Linked DNA regions of Zea mays: region 2 is linked to region 1. A link is a contact called in public Hi-C data. All regions are on one chromosome and are shown on one strand. Each heading gives the region's core, a stretch centred on a gene start, on an enhancer-like site or on the middle of the called end of the contact. The rest is flanking DNA. Distances are from core to core; before and after follow the strand shown. Region 1 holds the start of LOC100193018 (putative protein kinase superfamily protein). Region 2 holds the start of LOC100274018 (Ribosomal protein L25/Gln-tRNA synthetase anti-codon-binding domain).

Evidence for each region. Hi-C and Micro-C count contacts between places; a contact is called where the count stands out from the background.
Region 2: a Hi-C map of leaf shows a contact between it and region 1, with 5 times the contacts expected there. The contact joins the promoter of LOC100274018 here to the promoter of LOC100193018 in region 1. A contact is called at or near these places in 3 of 25 Hi-C or Micro-C datasets (ear, leaf and tassel).

Annotation. Positions count from the first base shown.
Region 1 is chr8:144,255,285-144,261,778 of Zm-B73-REFERENCE-NAM-5.0, reverse strand. LOC100193018 (putative protein kinase superfamily protein) reads right to left here and starts at 2,941. Exons shown (of 12, transcript NM_001358523.1): 1 at 2,735-2,941; 2 at 2,558-2,648; 3 at 2,137-2,163; 4 at 1,892-2,045; 5 at 1,763-1,811; 6 at 1,381-1,495; 7 at 1,174-1,265; 8 at 927-1,074; 9 at 403-467; 10 at 232-329. The coding sequence starts at 2,812.
Region 2 is chr8:144,504,202-144,510,637 of Zm-B73-REFERENCE-NAM-5.0, reverse strand. LOC100274018 (Ribosomal protein L25/Gln-tRNA synthetase anti-codon-binding domain) reads left to right here and starts at 4,351. Exons shown (of 3, transcript NM_001148403.1): 1 at 4,351-4,801; 2 at 6,145-6,274. The coding sequence starts at 4,361.

The sequences.
Region 1 (6,494 bases), core at 1,692-4,191:
TCTGATACTCTAATGCAGCAAAATCAAATGCATCATTCTCTCAAAATGCTTAAACAAATGAATGTTCAATAAATAGGCAAGAAAGCACAGTAAAACCAAAAATCCTAGCCCCATCAAAAAAAGAACTTTGAACATCAAGCAAATAAAGATATGCTTCAAAAGCTGATTTGAACACATACATTTCATTCAAAAGATAAAATAATACGCAAATTAAGATTGCAAGTAACGCACCTTGCTTTCCGTATCATATCCTCTGGTAGAGGTCCCAAAACCCTCTCCATCATTGCTAGGTGTTCCAGATTCTCGTGTGTCTGAAACAATGCTTCCCCCTAAAAAATGTGATGTTAGGAAAACAATTACCAGACTGGTACTAGAAAAATAAAGTGTGTGAAGAGATCTAACAGAGCATAGCTCAACAAGAATACAGCCAACACTCCAAATATCACATGGAAAACTCCAGCCTAAACCTGCAAAAGAAACATCCAACATCAGAACTAATGACATACAGAATTGGAGAAGAAACCTTTAGCAACTATCATGATAGCTGACATGGCCACTAACGAAATAGTATAAAAGATCTAACTCTTATTCTGCACACAAGCATAGAACTCAGTTCAATCAATTTCAACAATACAGTGCGATATCGCTCAACCATCAACTGTAAAACTAAATATGTGCAGAAAACACCAAACCATCAAAGAGGAAGAAGTACCACCTGTTTCTTTCAGATTTGATTAAAACACATCATTTAGGAGTAAATAAGAGTATGAATCAGGATGTGCCAAGACTTTGCTAAGATTTTGGACGATGTCTGTTTTACTCTATCGAGCATATTTAAGAGCACATAAATCTTCACACTGAATTATCATAGTCCATATCTCAAACAAGATAAAACTGAATCAAATCTTCAAAAATAACCAATTTACCTAATATTATTTCAGGTGCCCTATAATGCCTCGTAGAAACAATCGAGTTATGGTTCCGATTATCAAAGGCGGTACTGCCAAAATCTATCAGCTTTATGGCACTGGACTTCGGCAAGCACTTGAAATGCATTTCACCTTGCGAATTCTTCTGTACAACCCCAAGCAATCATTCAAGAAAACTGCAAATACTGTATTCCTAGTAAAGAAATAGCAGACAATCACTAAAAGAGTGGGTGAGAATAGGCACCTTTGTACTTGGAACTTTTATATACTCAGAAGAGACAAGTAGTATGTTTTCTGGCTTCAGATCAGTGTGGATAAGCCGCAACTCATGCATATCTGTTACAAAAGAAAAGATGGTTAACACTGCCCCTTTGAAGCAATAGAAAAGTGAAGCCAATGCTACCAAATTAGCTAATAATTGATGTGCAGAATCAAGCAATAACTAACACACATGCTACAGATTCCAACAGTTGCCGTCCAAACTCCCGCACAAGTTCCACAGGGAAAGGTTGGTATCTATTTCTCTTTAGAAAATCATACAAGCTTGGCCCAAGCTTCTCAAAAACCTGACAAAATCATTGATATCCATTGAATAAAGAATATTTTTAATTTGTGACCATATGAGGGAACCTTCACGAGCGAAGAACAAAAAGACTATACTACAGGCGATTTATCATAATTTCTATAGACAAGTCTCTCATTCCATACAATGTACTGGGAGGGCCAATAAGATAAATATTATAAACAACCAACACATCTGCAAAAAAATGCATTCTCAAAATTGGTAACTGACTTTTAGAAACTAGTATAATTGACCAAAAGCTAGTACTTACAATGCATATATGATTACGATAGTCAAACCATCTCTGAATTTGAACACAACTGACAAATTGAAGAGGAACTGTCAAGTCAGAAACAGAATAGGGTTATACTTTAAGTAATTAGGTCTCTGAGATACTCACAGAGATCTGTACTTTTCATTTTCTGCAAGGCGATTGAGCACATCTATCTCAATCATTGCAGCATCACGGTACTTGCGGATACTGCGAACAACTTTTATGGCAACATATTCATGTGTTTCACGGTCCCAGCATTCCAAAACACGCCCAAATGTACCTACGAAAATCCAACTCGTAGCCCTCTTCATTAGAATAATAACGGAGATACCCAGCAGAAGAGGAGACGACAGATTGCAGAAAACCCAAACCTTCTCCCATTTTGCTCAAGATTTTATCTGTAAAGCTAAAAAGCATTCTGTCAATAAACATAACCATATATCAAACTAAATCTAAGTCCAAAAGGATACTGGGAACTATGTGAACCACATACTGCATAAAGTTTGTTACTTTTTTGCGAAAAAAGGTTATTGCTATTAAAATCACAAAAACTAAAGATCAGAATGGGAACCCTGCTTCACACATTATTAGCTTGATACGACAAAGGAAAACCTAAAGGTGTACTAACTGCCAGTTTGCAAACGGGGTCTTATAACAATAAAAAAGCAGATAAAACCAAAATAAGAAAAAGATGTTGCCACTAATTACAAATTATTAGACACAACTAAACGATATATCCATGCACAAGGGCTCGAGGAACTGAAGGAGAGAGTCAAAGAGTCGGGAACTCACATCGGCGGGTCAAGTTCTCGCCAAGGTCGAATACGAAGTGTCCATCACGGTCATCCTCCCTCCATGGTGGCGACGCGCCACCCCTCGCTACCTGCGTGCACAGCGTGGCCAAATCTGCATCAGCACAGCCTGAAACCCCGCAAATCTGCGAGTACTCACGAGCAAAGCGGGCCCTACCACTTCTCGCTCTGGTGGCGGCGCGGCGGCACAGTCATGCGCCTGGCGCGTCCGCTTCCGAGACCGCGATGACTCCATGCGAAACTCCGATTCGATGAGGACGAAACAGAGAGAAACCCTAGAAGGAGAAAGGCTGTCGGGGCTCGGGGCGCGCTAACGGCGGCGAGGAGCAGGTGGGAGCGGGGACTCGTGGCGGGCTGGGGCCCGCGTGGAAGTGAGCACTGAGCAGGATGGGTCAGCGGGAGACTGGTCTGGGATCGGGAGATTCTATGAGGGCCATCTGGGCTCAACCTGGCTTTGGGGCTTTGTGCTCAGGCCATTTTGGGTTACACATGTTACGGCCTTCTTGGGAATGAAGGATAAAAAAACATAGAAATAGGAAAAACATGGGAATAGAGATGGTGGATGTTTTGAACCCTACAGAAATTGAAAATATAGGAATTCAGGTGAAAATGTCTTTGGTGGCACCATAGGAAAAAATAAAGGAATCACCTTGTTGTGGTTTTGAATTTGAATCGAGGCATCTGTTGCATAGTGGCAGCAACCAAGAAAAACGGCGCGAAAGGTTGTAGACGCGTGTGAAAAGTAGCCTCAACGTGTAAACATTCCTGCCATAAATTATTCTAAAGGCTCCTTTGGATCAAAGGATTTCACGGGGAAACTTGGATTCTCATTCCTATAGGATTTGGTACTATAGTTTCGAAAGTTATCTCGGACCGTCCGGCTACATTACGGTTGCAGACTGTCTAACCCCTTACACCGGACTGATCGGATATGTCATAGATCGTCCGGCATATTTGTCGGACCATCAGACCCAACACACACCCGCGCACAGACTATCTAGGTCGCGCCATATATGGCCAGACCATCCGGATATAACCTCGGATCATTGAGCCCCATCATGGACCATCCAGCCCCTTAGCCGGACAGTCGAGGTATACGTACACAGAACAGAACCAGGAGCTACATAATATGCACATTTTTCACATCCATCATAGCAGCACTACGCTACTCCACCAGCGGCATATTATAATCATGTCATGCCACCTCATATGCACATGGCCGAATATTCTTCGGCCACCAGAGAGCCCGAGAGATATAGGGCAGAAGGTGGTGGCATTAATAGGACACCTAACACGCATCTTGAACATCCCCTAGGAGGAAAGTCGACAAAATAATGTCAGGCAACCTGAGATTTTCACCCTCAAACTTAATGGATGGTCACTAGACATGGTGGAAAAGATTAGGGACGAAGTAGCTAGGTTGTTCAGAGATAAACTCGATGTTAGTGTGCCAGGCATGGGGCAGTCATATCGGAAACCTTATAGTCACTGATTTGTCGTCTTGCCATATCCACAGGGAACTAGACTATCGGATTTCTCTAAATTTTCCGGTGAAGGCGGAAAAAACACGCATGAGCATATAAGACAATTCTTAGGACACCTAGGAGAATTGGTTGGTAGGGAAGCCTATCGTGTTTGTTTATTCTCGCTATCCCTGACTGGTACCGCATTCGCATGGTATGCAACCCTAGCACCTAACTCTATTAACTCTTGGGATAAATTAGAGCAGAAATTTTATGAACACTTTTTCTCAGTAGAACCTGAGTTAGAATTAACTGATTTAGCTTTAGTCCAGCAGGGGGGCGAAGAACCGGTTAATGACTATATCTGGAGGTTCCAAGACACTATAAACCGATGCTTTCAGATCCATATCACGGAAAATATTTAGAAGGGCTGACTTTTAATGGGTTGTGATCTTACTTAAAAGAGAAATTGGATGGCACATAGTTTATTTTGTTAGTGCACTTGCACTAGCGGGCAAAAGTCGAAGTAGAGAGAGGCATCAAAATCGGCTAGCCATAAGATGCATCTAGTGGGGCACGATAGTTAGGATGATGAATCCATGGATATATATACCGTCGAACTTGTTTGGCCAACACAGGCTAAACCTTCTATATGTTCTTCTTTGAAGTCGGTTCAAAAGAATCAGCAAGAAGATAAATTTACTTTTAACATTGCCAAATGTGATAAAATATTTGACGAGCTAGTATAAAGTGACTGAAAGGGAATTAGGCTTACACCTAGTTCCTAATTGATTTTGGTGGTTGAATTGCCCAACACAAATAATTGGACTAACTAGTTTGCTCTAGTCTATAAGTTATACAGGTGTCAAAGGTTCACACTTAGCCAATAAAAAGACCAAGAATTGGGTTCATCAAAGAGAGCATGGGATAACCGAAGGCAGCCCTGGTCTGGCGCACCGGACTGTTCGGTGTGCCACCAGACATTGTCCGGTGCACCAGGGTACTCCAAGCCAAACTTCGCACCTTCGGGAATTCTCAGAGGCGCTTCGCTATAATTCACCGGACAGTGTCCGGTGCTCCAGGGAAGAGCGACTCTGAACTCGCCAACTTCAGATTCACGCTCCGCTATAATTCACCGGACATGTCCGGTGCACACCGGACTGTCCGGTGAGCCAGCGGAGCAACGACTACTTCGCGCCAACGGTCGTCTGTAACGCATTAAATGCGCGCCAGCGCGCGCAGAGGAGCAGAGCACGCACGGGTGGCACACTGGACAATCTACAGGAATTGTTCGGTGCGCCACCGGACAGCCAGGCGGGCCCACACGTCAGAGCTCCAACGGTCGGAATCCAACGGCCTGGTGACGTGGCTGGCGCACCGGATAGTGTCCGGTGGCGCACCGGACTGTCCGGTGTGCCATGCGACAGCAGCCTCCACCAAACGGCTAGTTTGGTGGTTGGGGTTATAAATACCCCCAACCACCCCACATTCAAGTCATCCAAGTTTCTCAACTTCCAACCACTTACAAGAGCTAGGCATTCAATACAAGACACACCCAAGTGATCAAATCCTCTCCCAAATTCCACAAAAGCTTTAGTGTTAAGTGAGAGTGATTTGTTGTGTTCTTTTGAGCTCTTGCGCTTGGATTGCTTTCTTCTTTCTCATTCTTTGCTTGTGATCAAAACTCAATTGTAACCAAGGCAAGAGACACCAATTATGTGGTGGTCTTTGCGGGGAAGTTTTGTTCCCGGTTGATTTGAGAAGAGAAAGCTCACTCGGTCCGAGGGACCGTTTGAGAGAGGGAAAGGGTTGAAAGAGACCCGGTCTTTGTGACCGCCTCAACGGGGAGTAGGTTTGCGAGAACCGAACCTTGGTAAAACAAATCCGCGTGTCACACTCTTTATTTGCTTGCGATTTATTTTGCACCCTCTCTCGCGGACTCGATTATATTTCTAACGCTAACCGGGCTTGTAGTTGTGATTAACTTTGTAAATTTCAGTTTCGCCCTATTCACCCCCCCCCCCTCTAGGCGACTTTCAATTGGTATCAGAGCTCGGTGCTTTATTAGAGCCTAACCGCTCGGAGTGATGTCGGGAGAACACGCCAAGAAGGAGATGGAGACCGGCGACAAGCCCACTACAAGCCACGAGAAGGCTTCATCGGAAGAGTCCCGCAAAAAGGAGAAGGGGAAGGAGAAGAAAGCCTCCTCCCACAAGTCCCATCGGAGTGGCGATAAGAAAAAGAAGATGAGGAAGGTGGTCTACTACGATACCGATACTTCATCACCGTCCACCTCCGGCTCCGACGCGCCCTCCGTAACTTCTAAGCGCCATAAGCGCAAGAAGTTTAGTAAGATCCCCTTACGCTATCCTCGCATTCCAAAACATACGCCTTTACTTTCCGTCCCATTAGGCAAACCACCAACTTTTGATGGTGAAGATTATGCAAGGTGGA
Region 2 (6,436 bases), core at 3,102-5,601, 250 kb before region 1:
ACTAAGACTTGTGATGGTGACCTGTTTGTGTGCCAAATTTATGTCGATGACATAATATTTGGTTCTACTAACCAAAAGTCTTGTGAGGAGTTTAGCAGGGTGATGACTCAAAAGTTTGAGATGTCAATGATGGGCGAGTTGAACTACTTCCTTGGGTTCCAAGTGAAGCAACTCAAGGACGGCACCTTCATCTCCCAAACGAAGTACACTCAAGATCTTCTCAAGCGATTTGGGATGAAGGACGCCAAGCCCGCGAAGACACCAATGGGAACCGACGGGCATGTCGACCTCAACAAAGGAGGTAAGTCTGTTGATCAAAAATCATACCGGTCTATGATAGGGTCATTACTTTATTTATGTGCTAGCAGACCAGATATTATGCTAAGCGTATGCATGTGTGCTAGATATCAATCCGACCCAAGGGAATGTCACCTTGTGGCCGTTAAGCGGATCCTTAGATATTTAGTTTCTACGCCTTGCTTCGGGATCTGGTATCCAAAGGGGTCTACCTTTGACTTGATTGGATATTCAGACTCCGATTATGCTGGATGCAAGGTTGATAGGAAAAGTACATCAGGGACGTGCCAATTCCTAGGAAGGTCCCTGGTGTCTTGGAGTTCAGAGAAACAAACCTCTGTTGCCCTATCCACCACTGAGGCCGAGTATGTTGCCGCAGGACAGTGTTGCGCACAACTACTTTGGATGAGGCAAACCCTCCGGGACTTTGGCTACAATCTGAGCAAAGTCCCACTCCTATGTGACAATGAGAGTGCAATCCGCATGGCGGATAATCCTGTTGAACATATCCGCACTAAGCACATAGACATCCGGCATCACTTTCTGAGAGACCACCAGTAAAAGGGAGATATCGAGGTGTTCCATATTAGCACCGAGAACCAGCTATAGCCGATATCTTTACCAAGCCGTTTGATGAGAAAACCTTTTGTAGGTTGCGTAGTGAGCTAAATGTATTAGATTCGCGTAACTTGGATTGATCTATAACATACATGTGTTTTATGCCTTTGATCATGTTACTTATACATTTATGCAATTTTTTGCTTATTTATGTTGCTCAAGTTGTGCAAGGGATCCCCGGACCTCATAAGTCCATGTGTGAATGATGCACATATTTAGGGGGAGAAGTGCTACAACTTGATCCTTTGAGACTAACCTTTGTGTTTGAGTGTACTTGATGTAGTCTCAAAGGTGCATTGAAAGGGAAAGGTGAACTTGGACCATGCAAAGACTTCCACTGCACTCCGATATTAGTGTACTCACCTCCAAGTTCATTCTTATGCTCTAGTTGCCTTTTGCTCTTAATTGACATTTTTGGTGAGGCAATGGGGTTCAAGGGCCAAGAATGATCCTGTTTTGGTGCTTAATGCTAAAGGGGGAGAAATTAAGGTCAAAGCAAATGGATCAGCTACCACTTGATAATTTTGAAAATAGTAGAGTTAGAATTTTTGATTTGTCCAAAATACTCTTATTGCAAAATTTGGTCTCTTGTGGGGGAGAATTTATGATTATGGGAAAAAGGGGGAGTTTTTGGCACTTGATCAATTTTTCCATTGGAATATCTCTCTTTGTGCCTAAACAAGTGTATTTGACTTAGAGATAGGAAAATGAATTTGATTTGCAAAAACAAACCAAATGGTGGCAAAGAATGATCCAAATATGTCAAAATTTGTGCAAATACAATTTTGTTCTAAATTGCATTGATGTTGCACTTCTTTTGGTTGCTTTTGAATGTGTTGGCATAAATCACCAAAAAGGGGGAGATTGAAAGGGAAATGTGCCCTTGGGCAATTTCTATTATGTTTTGGTGATTAAGTGCCCAACACATTTAAATAAATTCTTATGTGCTAAATGAAGAGAGAAGTGCAAATCGAAGAGAAGGTATGTTTCTAGACTTAGCACATAGTTTTTAAGTACTAATATGTTTTATCTAAGTGCTAGAAACAGTGAGAAGAGGAGAAGAAAAGAACCAAAAAGTCTTGGCTCGGTGCAGCCAAAACTCTGCTCAGTCTGGCACACTGGACTGTCCGGTGGTGCACCGGACAGTGTCCGGTGCGCCAGGCTGGCTTCCGGTGAACAGGCCACTCTCGGGAAAAATCGGCGACGTACGACTATAATTCACCAGATTGTCCGGTGGTGCACCAGACTGTCCGGTGAGCCAACGGTCGCCAGCGCAACGGTCGGCTGCGCAATCTGCGGGCGACGCGTGGCCCGCGCTAACGGTCGGCAGGGGCACCGGACTGTCCAGTGTGCACTGGACAGTGTCCGGTGCGCCATCGGGCCCAGAGCTGCAACGGCCATCTGCGCCAGAAAAGGAAGGAGATCGACATCGGACCGTCTACAGTGATTGTCCGGTGGCGCACCGGACTGTCCGGTACGCCACTCGACAGAAGACAAGGATGGCTTTCCTTGTTGGCCTCCAACAGCTCCTAGCTGCCTTGGGGCTATAAAAGGGACCCCTAGGCGCATGGAGGAGTCACCCAAGCTTATAAGAAACATTCTAAGACTCCAAGTCTCCAACTTCACGCATTCGATTCTTTGTGATAGTGACTTGAGCTCCATTTGAGTTGTGAACTCCGTGTGTTGTGTTTTGAGCTCAAGTTGTGACTTGTGTGCGTGATTGTGCTGTGATTTGAGTCTTGTGTGTGTTGCTCTCCCCTCCCTTACTTCTGTGCTTCTTTTGTGATCATCATTGTAAGGGCGAGAGGCTCCAAGTTGTGGAGATTCCTCGCAAACGGGAGAAATACTAAGAAAGGAAAAACTGTGGTATTCAAGTTGATCATCGGATCACTTGAAAGGGGTTGAGTGCAACCCTCGTCCATTGGGACGCCACAACGTGGAAGTAGGCAAGTGTTACTTGGCCGAACCACGGGATAAAATCGCGTGTCTCTTGTGTGCTTTCTCTTTGATTATCTGTGTTCACAAGAACTCGCTTCAAGCTACTTAGCCGTTCTAACTTTCATAACTAAGTTTTGTGGCTATTAGTGTTGAATTTTACAGGATCACCTATTCACCCCCCTCTAGGTGCTCTCAAGGGTATTACGCTCCGGTGGCCTGAACCACTCTAAACCTTTGTGCGTTCTTGTGTTCATCCCGAATCCACCTAGCAGGCAAAACGCTTAGGCCCCTTTCTCATCTTAGGATTTAGGGCGGGTGCGTTCCGCCACCCGGCCGGAGAATTTCCTCTCCGACAATATCCAAGTGTTCAAACCTATCAGTTTTCACCTTATCCAAAATGTTGCCCTTTCTAGCCTCTGTTTGAGCTATTTTGACTTTAACTCCTTCAATTTGCATAATGTGTTGAACTTTAACTCCTACACTCATAGACTTAGCAAACTAGTTAGTCCAATTGTTGTGTTGGATATTAATCACCAAAACAATAGAGACATGATTTAGTTGCCCATTTCTCTTTCAACTGCATAGAATCGTTGCATTCAACTTTGAGACCGCTTTTAGGATACACTTTTCCTTAAGATGATCATATTTTGCCCCTAACAACATCCAACGATTTACCCAAGACTGTATAAAACCCTTCTCGTGGTCCAGGTAATTGGTGGAGTGGACTTTCTAGCCATTTTGTATTTAAAAACCCTTCTCCACCTAATTATGCATAACAAACATTTAATACATAGAGTTTTGTAATTTCCTGATCTAAGCTTAAACTAGAACTAAAAAAATACTGAATATCTAAACAAATTTGATGGATACTCAAACAAAAGTAAAACATTTAGACTAAACCGAATAAAAAAGCAAAGGTTTAGCCTGACCCTAAGCCTAGTTTGGATACTTTAGTATTGAGCTCAATCCACATGTATTGAGGTGGATTGAGGTGTAACTTAAACTAGTTTATACCCTAATCCACCTCGATACACGTGGATTGAGGTTAATGTTAGAGTAACCAAACAAAGCCTAAAGCCTAGTTTGGATACTTTGGGATTGGAGTGTTTCGAAGGGATTGGAGAGGGTGCAAATCCCTAATAGATCAAATACTCTCTCAATACATTTTAATCCACTCCAATCTCATTTATTATTAAGTATATCCAAAGTAGGCCTAAGAAGTTACGGAGTGTAAAACAACAAAAAATTCTATATAGGTCCCTGCCACACCTATAGCTATAGATTTACGAAGACGGGATATAAAATTAAAATCCTAATCATTTTCCTTTATAAAAATAAAAAGGTTATGGGATAGAGATATATAATCATGGGTCTCACTGAGCCCAACGCCAAAGCCCACAGTCAAAACCCCCACATCTCTCCACTCCCCAAGAACAGGCCGAGTCACCCAGACCTAGCCACTCCCCAGCAGGCAAGCAACCTCGCCAAAACCCTACGCCGCTCAACTATGCTCATCCGGCGACCGCTCCAAACCCTCACCCTCCCCCTCCTCCGCCGCCACTTCTCCGCCGCCACCGTCGAGGCCTTTGTGTCCCCCGACCAAGCCACCGACCCGCTCTCCCCGCCGTACGACTACCTCCCGGGCCACCCGCGGCCAGACGCTAAGCACAATGAGGTGATCCTCGCCGTCCCGCGCGCCTCTTCGGGGCGCCACGTAGCCGCCAAGGAGCGCAAGGCCGGGCGGGTCCCCGCCATCGTGTTCGAGCAGGAGAACGGACAGGAGGGCGGCAACAAGCGCCTCATCTCCGTTCGGGCCAATCAGATCCGCAAGCTCGTCGACCACCTCGGCCGGTCCTTCTTCCTCTCCAGGCTGTTCAGTCTCCAGGTCTGGTCAGAACATGCCGGGCAGGGCGAACTCATCGAAAGCGTCCGCGTCCTACCCAGAAAGGTGTGTGACTTTTCTGTTGGATTTAATTGTTTTTTCCACAACAGATTTATAGTAATTGCTAATGTCTATTTGTCTGCGATGATGGCATAGGGGTTACTGCAATTTTTTAAAGCTTGCACAACTCAACTGAGGGACGCACAGGCATTATTGTGTAAGAGTGTGGTTAGTGGAGATAGGTGTTTTGGATGGAAAAAATATTTCTGTTACGGTTGTATAGTTGCTCCATTTCTTGGTGAAAGTTATGAAGACGGTGTTTGCTTGTTGAGAAATATGGAAATCAAGAAGATTTAGTGGTGGCTTTACAGCAGTAAACAAATAAAATTCGAATGGCAAAGCGGTCTAGGACTATATGTTTGGTTCCATAGGACTAAACTTTAGTCCCTTATAGTCTATTTTAGTCCCTAAATATGGGGACTAAAAGGAAATCAATCTGATTTCCTCTCCTCTTTTTAGTCCTATCTTTGGTAATTTTGAGACTAAAAAAGAGGGACTAAAGTTTAGTCTCATGGAACCAAACATGCCCTAAGTAGTTCGCTGACCATCAGTTGTTATGCTGGTTCAGAGGTATCTGAGCAAAAGTTCTGTTACATTAGGGCCCGTTTGGTTTCTTTAGTCCAGGGACTAAAAATATTCAAAACGTATTAAATGAATCGTAAGAGGACCAAAATACCCTTAGCATTCTCCTGCCATTAGTGCAACTGAAATAAAGGAGGGGTGAAAAGTGGAATTTATATGGTTTAGTCCCTTTTAGTCACTCCTTGAGAGACTAGAGACAAACAGTTTAGTCCCTGTTTTAGTTCCACCGTTTGGCAATTTAGGGACTAAATGAGACTAAAATGGAGGGACTAATCTTTAGTCCCTCAAACCAAATGGGGCCTTAGTTTATTGAACAAGATGACGACACCCCTTGGTTGAATGTTGTTCCTGTGGTTGTGTTTTTTTGGTTGAACTTTGATCTAGTTGTGGAAAACATGAAATTTACCAATAAACTAGGACAGTTACTTTAAGTGAGCTCACTGTTTGCACTCGTACTAGAACTGTCTGATCTGTGGAATCCATTATCAATTGGCAAATCTCCCATTAAGCAATTCCTTATGCAAATGGATTCATTTTTATCATATGAGCTGCAATTTCAGCTCTTTGTTCTTTGGGTAATCATTATTTGCTGATGATTTTGAGTTGTTTGATTGCCTACTGTCTTTATTGGCCTTACCGCCTTATGCATTATATAACTTTTTAAATGATTGCTCAAAAAAAAAACATGAATATGCTTTTTCTTTACCTTCTATACACACTTCCAGAATTGTGGTGTTGACTAATGTGGGATCTGTTGCGACATTCAGGTACACCTGCATGCAGGCACTGATGAACCGCTGAATATCACATTTATGAGAGCACCTTCTTCTGCACTTCTCAAAATAGATGTTCCTCTGATGTTCATTGGAGAGGATGCCTCGCCTGGTCTCAGGAAAGGTATGTAACATGCTATGATGATTCGTCAATTTGCAGAGATTGAACATGAAATGGGAGGTCTTTGATCTTAGAAGCTCACATTTTCTATCTATATATTTTTTATTTAAATAGAACAGAATGATTAAAAGAAGGACCTGGGTTATTTGTAAATATTTCTCTTGA